2 separate regions of the Mus musculus genome follow, and region 1 is linked to region 2. The links are chromatin contacts, called in public promoter capture Hi-C maps. All regions are on one chromosome and are shown on one strand. The core of a region is the stretch at or near the end of the contact, and the rest is flanking DNA. Distances in the headings are between cores, read along the strand shown. Region 1 has its middle 290 kb from the start of Tle4. Region 2 overlaps Tle4 (transducin-like enhancer of split 4).

What was found. Promoter capture Hi-C pulls out the DNA fragments that hold promoters and counts their contacts.
Region 1: a contact with region 2 is called in a promoter capture Hi-C map of hippocampal neurons, with 4 times the contacts expected there. A contact is called at or near these places in 1 of 39 promoter capture datasets (hippocampal neurons) and 1 of 9 other capture datasets (embryonic trunk).

The regions. Positions count from the first base shown.
Region 1 is chr19:14,886,416-14,892,040 of GRCm38.p6, reverse strand. No RefSeq gene overlaps it. Among named protein-coding and RNA genes, the nearest start is that of Tle4, 290 kb to the right of the region's middle.
Region 2 is chr19:14,483,593-14,489,427 of GRCm38.p6, reverse strand. The region is part of intron 8 of Tle4 (transducin-like enhancer of split 4); the gene reads left to right. Among named protein-coding and RNA genes, the nearest start is that of Gm8630, 51 kb to the right of the region's middle.

The DNA of each region.
Region 1 (5,625 bases), core at 366-2,865, 410 kb before region 2:
CACACACACACACCAGGGTCTCGCCTGTAATCTGTAATTCCTGCTTGCTCGACTGTGGGCGTTTCAGGACATCCCCTCACAGTTATGAAACTACTGACCGGTGGAGCCTTCCCTGCAGATGGATTTCATTCAGGACTTGAGCTATTATATTAATGGGTTTAATTTAAACAGGACTAGCCTCGCTGGCCAAATTACTGCCATTTAAATCAATTGGTTTAGGGGAAAGACAGCCTGACCAGAGCTATTAGACTTCAATTTATTACTGTATCGGCTTTTAAACCGGGCAAAGTAAGTTTGCTAATGTCTGTCCTCTGTCCCCTGAGCTCAAGTGCAAAACAAAGTAATGAGATTCTCTGGAGTTTGAAAAGAAAAAAGAGAACGTGAAAAAATATATATTAATTTTGAGTCACTGTCTCACGAGGCCAGATAAGGTGCCCCCCCCCCCCCGCAGGAATCCCCATCATAAGACTCTATAGATGTCTTTGATTCCCTTCATTAAACTGAGATTCAAATGACCTCACAGATGTATTACTTTAAAAAGCCTTTTTCCTTGGATCTTTCTTCTTCATGAAAAAAAATAAGCACGGCTTTTTTTTTTTTTTTTTCCTCTCCCTCACACGCACATTTCAACCTGATTCAAATAGAGAGGCAAAGGGGGAGAAAATGCTTTAGATGTGCTCTTTGATTTTTTCCAATCTCGCCTGAATAAAATGGAATGAGAAATCAAGAACACTCAATTAATTGCAACACTGGGTGTCACTAGGAGAGGGAGGGGGAGATGAAAGGCGCATTAGAGATGCGCAGCCTTAACAAATGCATGGATTCAAAGAAGGAAGAAGACGGAAATAAAAAAGCGTGTCTGTATTTTATTGCACTCGGTAAGCTTTTCGCTTGTATTTATAGCTGCAATTATATCTCAATGAGGTTTGTCTACAGTGTTGGCTTCACGCTAATTTTCCCCCTCACTGCATTCTTGGAATAGGCTCGGACTGTTTATGAACCAGACATATTGACCTCATTTACAGCTAGCAGTTTAAATCCATAATTTTTCCACCCACAATCCCTCTTTGACATTCCGGCGGTGCGGCCGGCTCAGCGAGACTGAACTAAAAGTCTCACACTTCATTGAACACCATTATGCGGCTTTATGCTTATGAGCCTGTTTCCCTCGGCTGCCTTTCAGCTTTGCTGGAGATCCGTTTGGCCACAGGCCGGCAGTGATTAAGTGGAAGAATCCAATAAATCACCCTGTCAGCCAGCAGGCTCTCCTCACTGTGTCTACACATCGACATTTGGATTTGCGCCTCTCTCCTCTCTCCCTCTCTCTCTTTTGATTTTCTATCCCTCTTTCCCTCTCCTCCCCTCTTCCTACAGTGCCATTAAAACACCTCTTTCCCTTCACACAAGGTGAACTTGAACTGCTATTGTGAACAGGGTTCCCTCTGAGCCCTCTGGAGAGACAGGCTCCTTTGATTTGCAGTTCCCAGGTCCTGACTTTCCCTCCCCCCACCTTTCCAATTAATTCACCCCTTAATTCTTAGGCCTCGAGGAGGGGGATGGAAAGGGGTGGACCATCAGAGCAAGTGAGAAAGAGAGAGCAGAGTGCTGAAATACCCCAGCTTCCCGTCGGCTCCCTGGCCTCTGGGGAAGCCACAGCACAAGAAGGGGAGGGGAGACTCTCCTCGTAGACTCACATCAGAGCCTTGGCTGGTCTAGTCATAGTCTTTTCGGACCAGTCTTTTCCTTGGGGGTGCACGTGCTGAGTTCACTATTAATTAGCCACGCGCAGGTTTCCCCCGACTATTCCAAGTTGGGTCTGGAAGAAGGATCCAACTCAGGCCTGACGAGCCTTTCCTGGTGTTATCAGCTGAGCGTGTAGGCAGCAAGCTCCCCTCTGTTCTCACTGGTGAACTGAGTTTGTGGAACAGCCTCTTCTTTGGCTTGCCTGGTAATTTCCTGACCCTGTCTCTTTGGTATTCTCTGCATAGCCACAGTTGTCTTTTGTCTGGGATTATTTCTGCACTGTGAGCACAAGCATTTGTTTGATGTCCCAGACATCAAATATACTGTACACTCTCTGAGTGGCCAAAGGAAGTTGGATTCTTGCTTTTGAAAATTCCACTGGCAGAAATGACAAAAGGCAGTATGAACTCCAGACACAAAAGATGGGACAGAGGATGACGGGACCAGTCTGGGGTAGGTACAGCCTTCTCTCCTCCCTAATAGCATGGAATAGAGAAGCGCCTTGGCTATGCTGTGGGTATGTGTAACCGCAGAAATAGCCTGTGAGCCAGAAAGGAAATCGATACAGTCACCAAGGGGTGGCCTGCCTTTGTTATGGGCTTCCAGTCAGTGTTGGGTAGGAAGAAGATCTTACAGAGAGACAAGGATGCCTTTGTGTCCATGCCTCCACCTCTCAACTGATGCTCAGTATGTGTTTCTTACTTCATGTTTGCATTTTGTAAGCTGCCTTCTGCCTTCTGCAAGGTAGCTACATGGATAAGCAGTTAATCAGGACATTATATAGACCTTCAGAAGGAAACTACGAAAGAAAAATGCTCTTACACTCTTCCTGGTATATTCCCCATACCTGACATGCGATAGGAAGTTAGCAGATGTAGTTTCTTCTAAACTCCTTGTTGGTATTAATGTCACTATGCCTCCAAACTTGTATTTTGAAATGTTAACTCCTTAGGTGGTTGTAGTAGAAAATGGAGTCTGTGAAAGACAATTGGGTCATGGGGTGGGACCCTTGTGGATGGGATTATCGTCCTTACAAAAGAGTCCCAGAGAACTCTCTCGGGCTCTCCACCCCAGACTTGCGGGCTCCAGAGAGGTGAGAAATTTCTACTAGTTACAAGCCACACAGCCTGTGGTACATTACCATACCAACCTGAACTCACTGAGAGCTCTATACACAGTGATGCATGTAAATTTTACTCAAGAGAAATGGATATGGCCCTTAGGGATCAGCAACTATCATAGTCTATTTACCTTCCCAATTTAATAGCCAGCAGCTCCTCTATCCCACCCTCGCCACCCCCACTGCTTGCTTTACTTAGCCTTCTCCCTCTTTGTTCCGTACACTATCATGGATGAGTGAACACAGAACCAAAATCCAAATCACTGTGGGGGAGACAAAACTCATTCCATTAGTTGCTGCTTTGACAACATTCCGTCGAATTGCATGGAAACAGCTAGGAGAGCAGCTAAGAAAGTGGCTATGGGAAAGATGCTGCAATCACTCCTTTCCCCACTCCTGAAGATCATAAAAGGGAAAGAACTCCATGATAACGCTTAACTCGAGTCCCTATCCCCCCCCCCCCCCGCACAACGCCCTAGGTTCTCCGTATTTGACATTCTATAAAAATATGAAGATTCTCCACCAATTATGCATACACAGTGAAGAAAACAGCTTCTATGAGTTGCTCAGTAATTGCAGAGATAGGGCAGGGATACATTTATTCAAAAACTAAAATCTGTCAAGGGTAGAAATTTACATGATGCTCAGATAACCTCCATTGTCAAAGGCATGGAAACTGCACCTGCCTTCAAAAAACACTGAAGTTATTGCATGAATCAAGTTGCCACAGAGTGACTCAGTTTCTCTGTAATGGAGAAATAATAGAAGTATTTGTTACCTTGTCATAGTGAATAGCTCTTTTGAGAAAGAATGATATATGTAAAGTGCTTTGAGCTGCCACTGAGAGAGGAGGTGATCTTGGAATTTATGTCAGCATTATCATTAAGCCTTTTCTCCCGGGGACTCGGTAGTTTTCAATATTGTTGCATTGATTCCAGTAGCTTCACAAACAGGAGGAACAATAGTCAAGAGACAAGATCAGGCAAGAGACCAGGACCTTCTTTCTGGTTCTTCATCAGGCTAGCTCTGTGAGATGAAGGAAGGCCTCGTGGTCCTCTGTTCTTTCACCTGTAAAATGGGGGTAGCACTGAATGATGTCCGAGATTTTCTCCACAATGCTAAGTGCAGGAAAAAAAGAAGCATCCATCCTTGATGGTATAATTTTGCACAATGGCCTTCTCCTAAGACTCTTTCCATCTGGATTTTAGCCACATGCTCTCTCCATGGTCCCATTTGGCCTTATGTCAATCGTGAATTAGTATTGTTACTCTCCTCCTGCCTGACAGCATAGGCAATGTCTAAAGTCTCGGGTTTGGTCTTCTCATTTTCTTCTTCATGCCACCTCCCCCACTTTAGAGATTTTAGCTGGAATTGTCACCTCTGTGTGACGAACTGGATTCTCTCTCTAGTTCTGATTACCTTTTTATAATCCATATGCATCATCCCTACTGCCTGAGACGTATGTCTACCAACATCTCAAGTTCCGAAATGGAAGAACATGCTCCTGCATCCTAACTCCACTGAATCAGCTGAAGGTAGAAATATAAACATTACATATGTGTGCCAGTAAGAATGGCACAGTTCCCATTGCTCAGAGACAAACCCCAAGTCTTATGTCTAACAACAAAGGCATTCTATAATAGTTATGGCCAAATTAACTTTTCCGACCACATTCTCACCAATGATCTTTGTGAACTTTGTGTTCTTTTCCCAGATTCTACACCCTCTCTTTCCCACATCATTCCTCCCAGCTGGGTAGAGCTATCATGATCTTAGGCCCTGTCAAAGTGGATGGGATACATTTTTCCAGATTCCAGGCCTTTCCATAATTCTGTTTTCTAGATATCTATAATTACCTTCAACTCTGAAAATCCTAAGTGAATTATTATGACTCTTTTTTTTTAAACAAATATCATTATGCATGGAACACATGTAGTATAACCTTGATTGTACTGTTGTAGTAGAAATAGTTGTAGAAATAGAAGTGTGTTGTACCTGTGTAATTTTCCTGGAGCCTGCACACAGTGAGACAGCAGTAAGGACTTGTTCCATGAATAGAAGAGTCATGGGCTCAGATTTCACAGCTGACGTACTAGGGGAAAATGGCTCAAAGTATCAACAGCTCAGCTTTAGACGCTCTCATTTTGTAAGTGTAGTTCTAGGTGAAATGTTGGTGAAAATTATACTATCTAAGACTGGAATGAGGCTTTTACTATATCTTACCTAGGTCACTATATATTAATTCTGATAATGTCTTCTCCCTTCAATCAATGTGTAGTTACTTATAATCAACTCTTTCCCCTGTCAGTAAGATTCCACAGATCCCACTTGACTTAGGGTTTCTATTCCTGCACAAACATCAGGACCAAGAAGCAAGTTGGGGAGGGAAGGATTTATTCAGCTTACATTCCCATATTCATCACCAAAAGAAGTCAGAACTGGAACTCAAGCAGGTCAGGAAGCAGGAGCTGATGCAGAGGCCATGGGAGGATGTTACTGGTTTGCTTCCCCTGGCTTGCACAGCTTGCTTTCTTATAGAAACCAGAACGACTAGCCCAGGGATGGTACCACCTACAATGGGCCCTCCCACCCTTGACCACTAATTGAGACAATGCCTTACAGCTGGATCTCATGGAGGCATTTCCTCAAGGGGTAGGGGCGGCTCCTTTCTCTGTGACAACTCTAGCTTGTGTCAAGTTGACACACAAGACCAGCCAGTACAACACTTTCCAAGGCAAACTCCAACTTGCCAACAATCAAAG
Region 2 (5,835 bases), core at 2,803-5,302:
GAGTTCTGTAGGATTCTTGTATGTTCATGAGCATCTGTTTTTTTGGGGTTAGGGAAGTTTTCTTCTATAATTTTGTTGAAGATATTTACAGGCCCTTTAAGTTGGGAATCTTCAATCTCTTCTATACCTATTATCCTTAGGTTTGGTCTTTTCATTTTTGTCCTGGATTTCCTGGATGTTTTGGGTTAGGTACTTTTTGCATTTTGCATTTTCTGTTGTGTCAATGTTTTCTATGGTATCTTCTGCACCTGAGATTCTCTTCTTTGGTGATGCTTGCATCTATTACTCCTGTCTCTTTTCTAGGTTTTCTAACTCCAGGGTTGTCTCCCTTTGTGATTTCTTTATTGTTTCCATTTTCATTTTTAGATCCTGGATGGTTTTGTTTATCCCTTCACCTGTTTGGTTGTGTTTTCCTGTAATTCTTTTGTGTTTCCTCTTTAAGGTCTTCTACCTGTTTTCCTGTGTTTTCTTTAAGGGAGTTATTTATGTCCTTTTAAAATATTTCTATGATCATCATGACATGTGATTTAAATCAGCATCTTGCTATTCTGGTGTGTTGGGGTAACCAGGGTTCACTGTGGTGGGAGAACTCGGTTCTGATGATGCAAGTAGTCTTGGTTTCTGTTGCTTATGTTCTTGAGCTTGCCTTTTGCCATCTGACTATCTCTGGTTTTAGCTGGTCTTGCTGTCTCTGACTTTGGCTTGTCCCTCCTGGAAGCCCGTGTGTCAATACTCCTGGGAGGAATTTGGGTATGGAGAGCTGTGGTACAATGTCGGCTCTGGGATGTAGACAGAAACCAGAAGGATCCTTTCCCCATCTGATTTTTGGTTCCTGTGTCCTGATGGCTCTGTGAGTGTCCCTCTTAGGCCACGAATTTGAAGAGAAGTGGTGGTCTTACCTGTTCTTATAGGTGTGTAGGCACTCCTGCAAGACCAGCTCTCTCCTGGAGGTATTTGTATATGTGGCTGTGTGGTACAGGATCAGCTCTGGGCTCAGAAGGAGATCGGAAGACTCCTGTTCCAGGAAGCCCCTTGGCTCCTGTGTCTAAGGGTTCTGGGTGGGTTCCTCTGGGCATCAGTGGTGGTCCTCCCTGCACTCACAGGCCTGTCTGCACTCCTGGGAGGCACCCTCCCTCCCAGCACTATTTGGGTATGGAGCCCTGTGGCAGAGGATCTGCTACAAGTGGAAGGCCGAAGATAGTTTTTCTAAATTTTGTAAGTTATACCACCATATAGCTTTGTAAAAAATCGTGTGCTTTGTCTATGAATAGGTAAAAATGTTTATAATCTGACTGGCCTTGTCATTTTACTGTATTTTTGTTCAGATATTAGTGAAAATCATTTGGGGTCCAGAATCGGAAACCCCTTGTTCTAAAACTCATTTCATTCCTGGTTAGCTTTTATCATCTTAATCAGCCACTTAATCTTACTAGTTTTGCTTGCTTAACCACTATTATAATAATACTAATATTCAAATAATTAAGTTTATACAACAGGCTGTGTGTGATAATAACATGGGAAAACAGTAATAAGTTTATAGTAGTATTATCTTTTCACCTGTTCCTAGCATGGATGATCAACAAAGAGAAAGGGGCATACATTCCGGTAATGCATTCACCAAGTTAAATGGCTGTGTCAGTTTAAATTATGTAAAGTTTCTTTCTAAAACTTAGACTGGAAAATCTCAGCAGTCTTCCAGTGCTGAGAGTGTGAATGAGAGATTTTATCCAGGTTATGCTAAGCTACATTGACTTTGCTCATATAACACTGAGCAGTCTAGACTGTCTTCATCTCAAATGGTAAGTGTCCCTATGTATCTTTTTGTTACCCCCTTATTTTGTTAGTAGTGGGGAAGAAACTCTGTTGGCCTTAGGTTTGTTATTGGATTACTGACGAAAGTACGTGGTGTGCCAAGGCACTGCCAGCTATGGACTCTAGGTAAATGTCGAGTCATGGATGCCATGGCAGCCCGTAGCCCACAGCCCACAGTGATCCTGGAGGCAGGAATTTCTGACTGAGTGGGAACCAGCTTGGAGTCCAGTGTGCGCGCGTCATGGTGCTCTTATGTCTGGATGCCTCACACAGTAGCAGTGCTCATGTCCCTGTTTCCTGTCGTATTGGAACATTGACAGTGCCAGCACTTGACTGCTTCATAGATGTAGCTTGAGCCCAACCATACACCTCTCATGTTTGAAATAACACAAAGAATATTGTTTCCAAGACAACTTTCCTGAAACGTCAGCTTTCTCTGGTTGTTAAACTCACACAAGAAGCATTGTTCCTTTCATTCATGCTGAGTAATTTGTATAACACAGTAGTTTGTTTGGAAACATGCCTGTTGTTCTTTAAAATATGCTTAATGCTAGATTAGAGAACAAAGTTTGTTCTCCCTGTTTATACAAGCTCATTTCTAAGGCATTAAAATAAAGAGCTTGGGCCTGTATGGTATTTAAAAACCCTTCACATGATGTTTTTAAAACAGATCAATTTCAGCATTAAAATGCTAGGAATCCAGCCAAGGAGCATTCAGCATGGATTGTATAGCTGTAATGATAATGTATTATAACTATCTTCTTTGAAAGTGATTGTAGCAGCACAGTTGAACCTGGTGAATTACATAATTCAAGAGTATTTGCCAGAATACTGTTGGAGAGGGATTTTTAAGCCTTTCCTGAACCAAAGCAAAATGAAAGATGGATTTTATTATGCAGTACTTAAATCAGTCATCACAGAATATCTGAAGATAACTCATTTAAATTGAACAGAAGGTCATATGTCTGAATGTCAGTTATTACACCCAATTGCTGCTTTGCCAGAACATTGGGATGTAAGAGAACATGTTTTGTTTTGTTTTGTTTTTAGCTACCTAAAATTAAATTTAAAATGTTTTGTTTGTTTACTACCTAAAAATTCTGTCAAATCAAAGATAATCTTACGATTGAAACAGTATTGAGTTCAGAAATTGGCTGTAAATAGAATTTGAGTACCAATCATACCATTTAGGTATATTGTTTTTGTTTTTTTTTTTTTTTAAGAAATTGCTCATTTAGGTATTCTTCATCCTCAACCTAATCGCTCATTCTAAAGCTATTTGTGTTGTGTTGTGTTTGTTTCTTTCACTGGTTAATTTTTTTTTTTTTTTTTTTTTGATGTGTCTGTTACATCCTGTGTGCCGCTGTCTTCCTTCATCAAGGAATCAGAATGTTTTGGATAGCCTCACCTCTAACTTTTGAATATAAATTTTATTTCTTTGAAGAACTAATACAAGTTGAATTCCATCAGTTCCTCCAAAACAGAAAGACATGAGGCAGGATTTCAGAAAAGAATGAGAAGAAATGGCAGGACTTCTACATAAATTCTGACCTAGCCCCCTCCACTATGATTCTGAAGCTAGTACCTGTGTGCAAAGCAGTCCATAAAGGTAGTTGCTGAGACATGGGGCATATGCCACTCTTATGAGAAGTACATATGTAAATGAGAACATTTTTCAAGTTATAGTTTTTGTTGTCAAGAACACATGCTTACCAAAGCTTTGAGTTTATTACATATATAATGCTGGCTTCTGTAATGGGTTAAATTGCATTCATCAAAAAGATGACATACAATTCTGATTCCTGAACTTTATGAATGGGACTTACTTGGATGTAGGATCTTGCTGGTCACACTGGAAGAGAAGTTTATCTGTCAGTTTTGTTTTATTAATGTAGCATTTGCTGTATGGTGCTAACTTACAGTAATAAACCACAAATGATACATGTTTAAAGCTTTTATAGTTGTCACTTAGTGCTGAGCCAGGTGCAGGCTCTGTATGATTTGAGTGTGTGTATAGTAATGGTAAAAAGGTCAAGGAGTATCAGCCATCATGCAGCTCACATTTCACCTTCCTAGGTTCCCTAGGAAGGGATCCTGTGGAAAATTCAACCTATAGCAAATCGCCTCAGTCTGCTGTCTGTAGACTGCAGTTTTTATTCCTACTGTAGGTGATGCAGTGTGCTTGCCTGTGGTCTTTGTGCCTTCGTGTACTGGTTTGCTGTTGCCATGAACAGTTGGCAGTGCCTATGGTGCGTTCTGAGTTATGCAGTCTGCATCCTGTGCAGTCATCTGTGGTTGGCCCTGTTAATGCCAGTGCTTCTCCTTTCCTGCCTCTCATGATTTAAAAAATAAAATTAAAAAAAAAGTCTCCAAGAGGAAATTAGAACTTGGCTTTTTAATTTTTTTCTCACCTCTCTTTGTTAGCAGTTCCATACATTTTGCATTTTTTCATAACCTATAGAAAGTACAAGCTTTCATTTCATGTATATTAAGAGTTTTTGGCTTAAGATAGTCTTGTAAACAAACTCCTACACATGCTCCTATAAATCACCATAACGAAGTTGGGTTACAAAACAAAATGCAGACTAGGACATGGATTATTGTGGGTGGGAGTTCAGCTACGCAGAAGAAAGGGATGAGGAGACGACACAGAACAGGGAATAAAGGGGGGGCGTGAATATGATCAAAATTTACATACATAGACGGGAATGTTCCAGTAAAACTCATTATGTATAATCAGTATATGCTAATTAAAATATTTCTTTTTCATAAAAAGGTTTTTGGACTCAATCAGATTTGAATCTAGATCTATTAGCAAGCCACCTGAGTATCCCCCTCCCCGTCTATCTCATGTTTGCACCCTTTTTCTGATACCCTACTGCTATTTGTTGATTTATTTTTTTTTCTAACACAGTAGCTAGGCATCGTTTCCTTCGACTTTTATAATGTAACCAAATCCTTAAAGAATTGTCTTCTGTTATCAGCCATTTATTTGTAGTCATACATGAATTGCCTTATTTCAGGAATTTTGGTTTCCTTCTATATAAAATGAGAGGGTTCATGGATGCTTTTCAAATTCTCAGTGAATAATAAAAAATAACCAAGCAGTTTAGTTACAGTACAGCTGCTGATTTAGGAAACTGCTGAAAGTCTGCACCGCCAACCCCTCTTCCTCCTCCTCCCCCGTTGCATATGCTAGGCAAATGTACTACTATTGAGCTATGTCCCTTGTTTTGGGGCGCGGGGCGGGGGGGGGGGACCTCTTTACACTGTCTATCAAAGGAAAGGTCAAAACTGTACATTTGGAGCTTGAGAAGACCTCTTACTTTGAGTTCTTGTTTTATAACTTGTCTGATTTTTTTTTTTCCTCTTCTGCTAAAACTAAACATGCTACTTAAAGTAATACATAATTTAGATTCCACCTTCCAGTGTTTCCTTCTTATGGCTATTTGCTTTGTATTTTGCATGTTCTTTTATCCCACAGCAATGGTGATGTAAAGCCATCTACATAACTATAGTGAGATGTCTCAGTCCTTTTGCTCAATGTGACATTTTGGGCACTTAATTACACTACATTAAATGCTATGTTTTGCTGCAGAAAATTAATTGAACTGCTGTGTGGATAGTATCTTTGGATTGTTTTGAAAACATCTCTATTGTATAGTTTGAGCTTATAAGCAGAAGTGGCCCTTTTAAGGTAATGCATTTTACAGAATTAATTTTTTATTACTGTTTAGTGGACTGATGTCAACACTGAACATCAAGACTTTGATGTTTTATGCAGCATTCTTCCCCACTAATTAACTTCATTAGTATAGCGGGAAAGAATACCATATAAAACATCAAAGTCTTGATGTTTAATAACAATTTTAAAGTCTTAACACTCTTCAATTGCCAAACATATTCCAATTAACTGAAGGAAGGTCAAAGATTCTATTTCCCCTCTCTAGTCTTCAGAGCTTTTCCAGATTATTTTCTGGTTGGCACTTGGTACTTGAGCCTAAATGTTAATCTAGACAAGCT